3 separate regions of the Zea mays genome follow, and all the other regions are linked to region 2. A link is a contact called in public Hi-C data. All regions are on one chromosome and are shown on one strand. The core of a region is the stretch at or near the end of the contact, and the rest is flanking DNA. Distances in the headings are between cores, read along the strand shown.

What was found. Hi-C and Micro-C count contacts between places; a contact is called where the count stands out from the background.
Region 1: a Hi-C map of ear shows a contact between it and region 2, with 2.2 times the contacts expected there. The contact joins the promoter of LOC100280600 here to the promoter of LOC100170238 in region 2. A contact is called at or near these places in 2 of 25 Hi-C or Micro-C datasets (ear and tassel).
Region 3: a Hi-C map of tassel shows a contact between it and region 2, with 4 times the contacts expected there. The contact joins the promoter of LOC100280478 here to the promoter of LOC100170238 in region 2. A contact is called at or near these places in 7 of 25 Hi-C or Micro-C datasets (bundle sheath, ear, endosperm and 2 more).

Annotation. Positions count from the first base shown.
Region 1 is chr7:11,124,872-11,127,571 of Zm-B73-REFERENCE-NAM-5.0, reverse strand. LOC100280600 (IAA24 - auxin-responsive Aux/IAA family member) reads left to right here and starts at 1,272. Exons shown (of 3, transcript NM_001153519.1): 1 at 1,272-1,600; 2 at 1,719-2,045; 3 at 2,164-2,572. The coding sequence starts at 1,383. The coding sequence ends at 2,227.
Region 2 is chr7:10,932,303-10,935,002 of Zm-B73-REFERENCE-NAM-5.0, reverse strand. It overlaps LOC100170238 (tryptophan synthase alpha), which reads right to left and starts at 1,418. Exons shown (of 8, transcript NM_001254838.2): 1 at 1,090-1,418; 2 at 78-224. The coding sequence starts at 1,299.
Region 3 is chr7:10,733,515-10,736,214 of Zm-B73-REFERENCE-NAM-5.0, reverse strand. It overlaps LOC100280478 (xylanase inhibitor protein 1), which reads left to right and starts at 1,356. Exons shown (of 1, transcript NM_001153398.2): 1 at 1,356-2,513. The coding sequence starts at 1,414. The coding sequence ends at 2,337. LOC100384250 (Guanylate-binding family protein) reads right to left here. Exons shown (of 17, transcript NM_001357883.1): 17 at 2,406-2,700. The coding sequence ends at 2,567.

The sequences.
Region 1 (2,700 bases), core at 23-2,522, 190 kb before region 2:
GTCGGCTGGGACGAAGCTCGCCCATGGGTAGCCTACAGCGTGACATTGAGTTGACCTGCGCGTGTCGTCGTTACACGCAGTCACGGTGCTGCTATGTTCGGCCGTGTGGTTCCCGACGGTCGCGACACGCTCTCGCACACCAATATCAAATTCAACGTTTGCGGCAGGCACATGCGGCGGCGGCCGGCATGCACGCAGTGCACTACGTGCCGACGCGGGGGTGAGGGACGGCGCTGCTGGCGCGGTCTCTAGTGGTGGCGCTAGCCACACCGAGCGGGGGCGGGTAGATCCATTCTACTAACAAACAAAATCATACCACTCAATTTGGTTGCGTAGATGAATCTGAGCCGGTCGCGTAGGACAGTTCGGCTAAACCGGAGGACCTGCCGGCGTGATGGAGGGTCGGTGCCGATCGAATCCGTAGCAACATTAAGGTAGAGCGTGCTGATAACGTGTTAAGAACTACGTCAACACGGATCATCAGATCCACTCCCTTTCCTCCCGTCAGCAGTAGAGGCGCAAGAAGCTGTAGAGTACCAGTCTCCCTTCCCATTAGCACGACAGAGGAAACACAATAGATATGATGTAGGGTTGGGCCTCTGACCTCTTTCTCTTCTCTATTCCATATGAGGGGTACAAGTTCTATATATAGAGACGCGATAGCCCTCAGAGCTATATTCAGTATTTGCCCATGTAACCCTTCATTAGTGTTTCTCAACACAAACCAGCCTCATCATGTCGGCGTGTGGGGAAACCTCCCAGCATCTCCCTCTCAAGTCTCACCTCCAGTCCGTCTCCGTCCACAGCAATTTGAAAAAACCGCGTCTATTTTTTTCTTCCCACGAACACGAACACGTTGCGCACACGGGCGGAGCCCTGCCCGCGCGTCCAACCGCCGACACGTGTGCACTGCCGGTTGCCCACCCAACCCAATCACACGGCGCCTTGCCCCGCAGGCAGGTGGGCCCCGCGCGACCGCGCACCACGTGGGCTGCCGCCTCCCGGCCCCAACCGTCCCAGGCCCGACAAGGAATCTCCACCCCACGACCCCGCGTCCAAGCCTCCCAGGCCCCACCTGTCGGCCCGGGCCCAGGCAGCGGCATCGGGCCATGCCGCCGGCCCACCTGCCCCCCTGGCCCCGCTGCCACCCCCGCCGCGGGACACGCGCCTCCGCGCCACCATTTAAAACGCGCCAGCGCCGCGGCGGTGGCGAAAGCCTCGTCGCAACCAGTCAACCACCCTATAAAGCGCGGGGTCTCAGTCTCACCGGCACCTCTTCAATCCCAGTCCCACACAAAGTTTCTCCTCGATCCTCATCTCCTCCCTCTCTCGAGTCAAGAGCAGAGCAGCTACCAAACAAGCTCTCCTTTCGCTTCCGATCCATGGAGCTCGACGCCGACAACCTGAGCGCCACCGAGCTCCGCCTCGGCCTGCCTGGGACCAGCAGCAGCAGCAGCGACGACTGGCAGAAGAAGCCGTCGCCCTCCGTCGGGGCCAAGCGCGCTCTGGACGACGGCACCAAGAGCGAGGCCTCGGGGACCAGCCCGGCCGCCAGAGACCTCGACTTCGACCACGACCACGACACCGCCGCGCCTCCCAAGTAAGAACTAGACCCCCCATGTACACGCTCCCAGCTCCCTTCGTAGGCACCGCCTGCATCAAGATTCAATTCAAGAGACAGGGGTGCATGGGCTAACCTGCCTTTTTCGCTTCGTCAGGGCGCAAGTGGTCGGGTGGCCGCCGGTGAGGGCGTACAGGAAGAACACCTTCCAGGCGGCGGCGGCGGCCAAGAAGGTCGAGCAGAAGCAGAAGCAGCAGCAGCAGGGAGGCCTGTACGTGAAGGTGAGCATGGACGGCGCGCCGTACCTCAGGAAGGTGGACCTCCGGATGTACAAGGGGTACAGGGAGCTCAGGGAGGCTCTGGACGCGCTCTTCACCAACTCCTTCTCCGCGGCGGCAGAGGGCGGCGGCGACCACCACCAGCACGCCATCGCCTACGAAGACAAGGACGGCGACCTCATGCTCGCCGGAGACGTGCCCTGGGAGTAAGTACACCGTCGGGTTCGGATCAGCAAGCATGCTGCTCCGTTCTGTGGATCTGAGGATACGTTTGGTGAACAGAAGCCTGATTAATTGTGATTCTTAATTTCACCCCCTTTGCAGTATGTTCATCTCTTCGTGCAAGAAGCTCAGGATAATGAAGGGCTCTGCCTCTGAGGCCAGGTGATCGCTGATCCATACATAAACAGAGGCTACAGACACGCCACCTGGGAACGCGGATCCAAGAGCACACACGGATCGTACTTGACGAGGAAGGAGGGAGGAGCAGTGTGGCTTGAGCTCTCCAGTGTTGTACAAAGACATGTTTCTTTCTGAACCCAAAAGGGAGAAAGATGTATGAAGCGTGTATATAAGATCTTAGCTAGCAGTTTGTTTTCATTTGTATGAGCGATCGAAGGCTGTAAAAAATGAAAAAGAAAAAAGAAAAGGGAATGAGAAATTGACTAAAGCTGGTCATTTTTCCTCTCCACAGGCTCAACTCTGTATGAGAAAAAAAAGACATTTTTCCGGTCACTGTGATTTTGCATGATCCCTTCATGTATACTACGCTTGTAAACCAAATGAGCATTTCCCCCATGCGGCAAATCAAGCATCTGCCTTATCCAACAACCCCATCTAGTTTTGGAGTCCAAGAGCTTC
Region 2 (2,700 bases), core at 169-2,668:
GAGGAGTAAGTAGGAGCATACATAGACAACAGTACAACACAGTACACGAACAAATCAGTAGAGGCATACCAACCGACCTGAATAACAGGGCCGTCAGCCAATGGATCGGAGTAAGGCACACCCAGTTCGATCACGTCTGAACCACACGCATCAAGGATCCTGAGTGCTTTTGCTGTGGTGGCCAAGTCAGGGTCTCCAGCAGTGATGAAGGGAATCAAGGCAGTCTGGAGAGTTTTCAGATAGCAGCGAGCTCAAACCAAACAATATAAAACGGGAGAAAAAGTAGGGGTGAACAAAAAAAAAATCAACGCCGATACAGAATGATAAATGTCATATAACCTCAGTACCTTTAGTACTGCTCCTATTGCACTACAAAAATCTAAGGGCTGATTTGGTGACCAGGGATCACGAGTGGATCCATGGTGAATGATCCCCTCGTGATCTTTGGTCACCAAACCAGCCCTAAGGTCTAGTTTTGGAACCCAAATCACCCCTCTTTTCCCAGAGTGAGAAATCCCTCCAGATGACATTTAAATAAGATATTTAGTTTATATGAAAAATTTGTTAGTTATATATGGGGGTTTTCGTTTGCCTCCCCTTTCTTCCAAACTAGCCCTAAGTGTAATGTCACACACATATGGATTGCTCTTACTTCTTAGCACCATATATACAGTGCAGAGGAAAGAAACGTGGCGATTGATGAAATCCATCGAGCACTGGTTCACTTTTTTTTGAACAGAGGATAACCACATTTGTATTATTATCATAATAGAAATACAGCAGGTCCAGATACATCAAACCAGAAAAACCACGCATAGCATTGGGAATGGGGCGCCGGGATGTAACGCTAACATGACCGAGGCAGGGATGGAGTTGGACACAGTCCTGGTTCTTCCGATCTCAACACGACAAAACAGCGTGAGACAACCCGGTAACCAGAGGCAGTCAGTCTGCGACGCCTCCCATACCCATAGCCGTGCCTTCTCTGTAGGGTCCGACTACGGGCCGCGATTTTATTTTATTTTTTTTTTTTTGGTTCCCTATCTTTCTGAAAAGAGAAGGAAATGAAGGATTCGTCGAGGAGTGTACCTTCCCCTGCTGCCTGAGCTCGGCGAAGGTGCCGGAGATGCTGCGCTTGTCCTCCGCCACAGCGGCGGCCGCCGCCGCCGCGGCCCTGACGGCGACCACGGGCGCGGCGCTCCGGAACGAGACCCTACCAGTCGCCGCGGCGCGCCGCCTCGGCCCCGCGGCGGAGAACGACGCCGACCCCGCGGCGGCGGCCTTGAGCGCGAAGGCCATGGCGGATTTTTGTCGTGTGGGTGGGTGGTGGAGGCGGGCGCTGACTGGGTGCGCGGGGTGGCGCCTCACGTGAGCGACCGCGGGGTGTTCGACGCCGTGCGTGGATAAAACGGGTGGGTGGTGGTGGCCGGGTGATGCTGCTGCCGGTATTTGTAAGGACTAAGGAGGGCCCTGGGGCCCCTCCCGTGGTTGGTGGGCCGAGACGGATGAATCGCACGGGCGTCTGTGGGCCACCTGCGCCGGTGGACAGGCACACGGTCGTTGCCTTCTGTGGCCGTCTGATTCTATGGATGGATAGATGATGGATCTGTTACGTTGCATTTGCAGCCACGTGCGCGTTTAATGACGTTTTCCGTGTCAACCATGCAAGTTCCTTTTTTTCAGAGAGAGAGAAGCATGTGAATTATCTCTCTATCTTTTGGAGAGCCGTGTGGATTCTTTGTTCAGTGTGTCTTGCGAGCAGGGGCGGAAGGCCCAATATGGTCCAATATTAACTGGGCAAAACCTTGAACCGGTCCAAATAGAGATTAGGTCATCGGTCTCACTATCTTAGCCGCCACCGTGAGTCCGCTGTCCGCGGACTGTAAGCGCTACGCCGTCCGCCCATCCCCGCGTCCCGCAGGCCACAGTCCTGCACTCCCGCTCGGCCGCTCCTGTCCTGCCGGCGCGCAGCGGCACGCTGCAGGCTCTGCAGCAGCTCCAGCTTGGGCGCTCGGCTGTGGGCTGCTCCGCTGCTGCCTGCTTGCTGGCTGGCTGCTCCCGCCTGGCCGCCTCCCTGCTCGCCTGCTGCTCCAGTGCTCCGCCGCTCGGTGCTGGCTCGTGCTTGTGCTCCAGCCTACAGCTCACGGCTCAGCCGTGAGTATTTAAATTATTGAACACAGTTCAGTTCAGTAGTTCACTGCGTGCAGTCCAATTCTAAATCTAATTTATTTGATTATGCTCGTGAATAAAAACAAATCAACATATCTAATCCATTAGATTTTTCAATGTGCAGATTTTCCAATTTCTAAATAGCAGTTTTGGATAGAAACAAAACAATGCAAAGAATATAAAAAAGTATGTCTCTATCTTTGTTTTCAAGTCATCTGACTAATCGCGGTCGGGCTAGTCGGTTAGCAGAGCTCGATTAGCACAACCGACTCGATTAGAGTACCTAATCGCCCTGGCCGTCCGACTAGTCGACGATTAGGGTCGATTAGTCGCTCGATTAGCCGGTTCTGCGCGACTAGGTTTAGGACCTAGATTTTTTGATTTCCTGCCTTCGTGGGCTTTTTTGGCAGGCGGCCCGACTACAGGGAGTTGAAACGCCAGCCGCCTCTACTGAAGATGGAACGTCGAACGCCAGCCGCCTCTTCTCTTTATTTCCCTAATTCCCTACCTGCTCGGCGGCTCCTAGACTTC
Region 3 (2,700 bases), core at 107-2,606, 200 kb after region 2:
TGTGGGTCGGAGCGAAGCCGGATCCGTCGCCCGATGTCGGACGACCTTGTTGTTCCTGTCCACTTTGAAGTTGGCCAAGAACTTTGCTTTTGCCTCCTGGATCATCTGCTCCTTGTGCTCCTCGAATTAGAGCTGTTCGTCAGCCGGCAAGGTCTCCCAAGTCGGCTCTATGATGTTGCTTGGGGAAATATCAGAGCTATCTCTTGAACCGGCCATTGAGGGCCGATTTGATGCGTCTATATCTGTTTGTCCCCAACGGAGTCGCCAAAAAGTATGTTGACACCTTTTTGGAGGCGCCAATCACTCAAAAGAACCAGCGGCGGTGCTCTCTGGTCAGGCGCGGACGGTCCGCGGCACAGAGCCGGACGGTCCGCGGCCTGGCGCGAGGCGGCGGTGCTCTCTGGTCAGGCGCGGACAGTCCGCGGCCAGAGGCCGGACGGTCCGTGACCTGGTGCAGAGGCTAGGGTTTCCTGCTTGACGGCCGGACGGTCTGCGCCCTAGGGCCGGACGGTCCGCACGTGCGCAGGGGTGGCGGAAGATCGCCGGCGGCGCCTGGATCTCGCTCCCGGGAGGGACCCCGTCGGGGAGGAGAAATCCTAGGAGATGTCTAGGCTCGGGTAGACCGACCTAGACTCCTCTAATCGACGTAGAGTCGAAGAGAAGCGGAAGATTTGGGGATTGGAAGACTAAACCTAAACTAGACTAGAACTACTCCTAGGATAAAATGTAAATTGTATTGATTGAAGGTTCGATTTCTTGTTCAAATCGACCGTATACCTCTTTATTTATAGAGGAGGGGGACTGGACCCTTTACAAACTAATTTCCGAGCGAATCCCGCGAATCTAGCTAACAATCGTAGCACAAAACTCGGAACCCTAAACTACTCTGCGCACGCGCGGACTGTCTGGCCCACAGGTGCGGACCGTGCGGACCGCGGACCGTTCGGCCTCAGGGCCGGACTGTTCGCACCTTAATTTGGTGCCGAACAGGAATGATACTACGCGATAGGTATGTACCCGTTGCCATGCTTAATATATGGACGAGAAGGTTCCTATCACGTTCTATTATTTTAAAGGTTGATGTAGAAAGACGACAAATTCAAATCGGCCAGGCAACAATTATTTTAAAGGCAGCAGTGGGTAATAATGCAAGGGGCGGACACGAGACACTGCGTCGTGCGTCGGTCAAACACAACAGCATGCATAGTCGATTCGCCGCCATGCTATGTACCACGTCCACGTCCTTCTAGCTCGGTGAGCTGTCCTCCTCTTTCCCGATTCGATCCAAAACAAGACAAGTCTAAGACGAACACCAAATGAAAGGCATATAATGGGTGATGGGTGACTGCTGCTACACGCACACGCAAGAGTAGTGACGAGTAGTGGTAGCAGCAATTAACCAACGAGACACCAATGGCGGTCGCAAGTAATAGACCAGCAACCACTCTACTGCCCCTGGCGGCCCTTGTGGCCGTCGCTGGCTCCCTCTTCCTCGCCGGCCCGGCCGCGGCCGCGGGGAAGACCGGGCAGGTGACTGTCTTCTGGGGCCGGAACAAGGCCGAGGGCACGCTCCGAGAGGCCTGCGACACGGGCACGTACACCATCGTCGTCATCTCCTTCCTCAACGTCTCGGCCGGCCCCGGCAACAGCCCGCCGAGCCTGGACCTCTCGGGCCACCCCGTCGCCGGCATCGGCGCCGACATCAAGCACTGCCAGTCGAAGAGCATCATGGTGTTCCTCTCCCTCGGCGGCCGGCAGCACTCCCTGCCGAGCGCCGAGGCCGCCGCGGACCTCGCCGACTACCTCTGGTACGCCTACTTCCCGGCGCCGGCGCCGCGCGCCGGCGTGCGCCGCCCGTTCGGCGACGCGTACGTCGACGGCCTCGACTTCTTCCTCGACCGCGGCGGCCGCCCGCCGCCGGACCACCTCGACGCGCTGGCCGCGCGCCTGTGGAGCTACAACCGGCAGTTCCGCGCCCGCACGCCCGTGCAGCTGTCGGCGACGCCGCGGTGCGCGTTCCCGCCGGACGGGCCGGCGCTGCGGCTGCTCGCCACGGGGCTCGTTACCCGCGTCAACGTCAGGCTCTACGGCGACGCGCGCTGCGCCGCGTACTGGCAGCAGGAGTGGGACAAGTGGGCCGCGGCGTACCCGGGCTCCGGGCTCTACGTCGGCCTGCCGGCGTCGGAGCGGACGGTCGGGTACGTGCACCCCAAGAACCTGTACTACGGCGTCCTCCCGGTGGTGCAGAAGGCGCCCAGCTACGCCGGGATCATGATCTGGGACCGCTACGCCGACAAGCAGACCAACTACAGCAGCTACGCCATTCAATGGGCTTGACACTACGGAGACAAACCCCAGAGGATCAGAGCTTAATAAATAAACAAACAAATAAATCCAAGAAGTTTAGCAAGCAGCCATATATTTATACAATTGACAAACCTTCTGGGTTTCATATTTACAGCAACACCCGAGTTTTGACTCATAATCGAAGAATGCAGTGTTGGAATAAGCATGATACAACTATATGTGCACGCTAATGGTGTGATTGTGCGCATGGTTCGAGGGATCAGTCTGTTCTTGTGCGACTGGAGCTTCTGTAATAAGCCCCGTTGTACAGAGGTAGCAGTGACCGGGCAATTCCCCTCCTTCCACCGAGGCAACGCCAATAAAACGCCAAAAACAACAGGACAGCGCAGATCG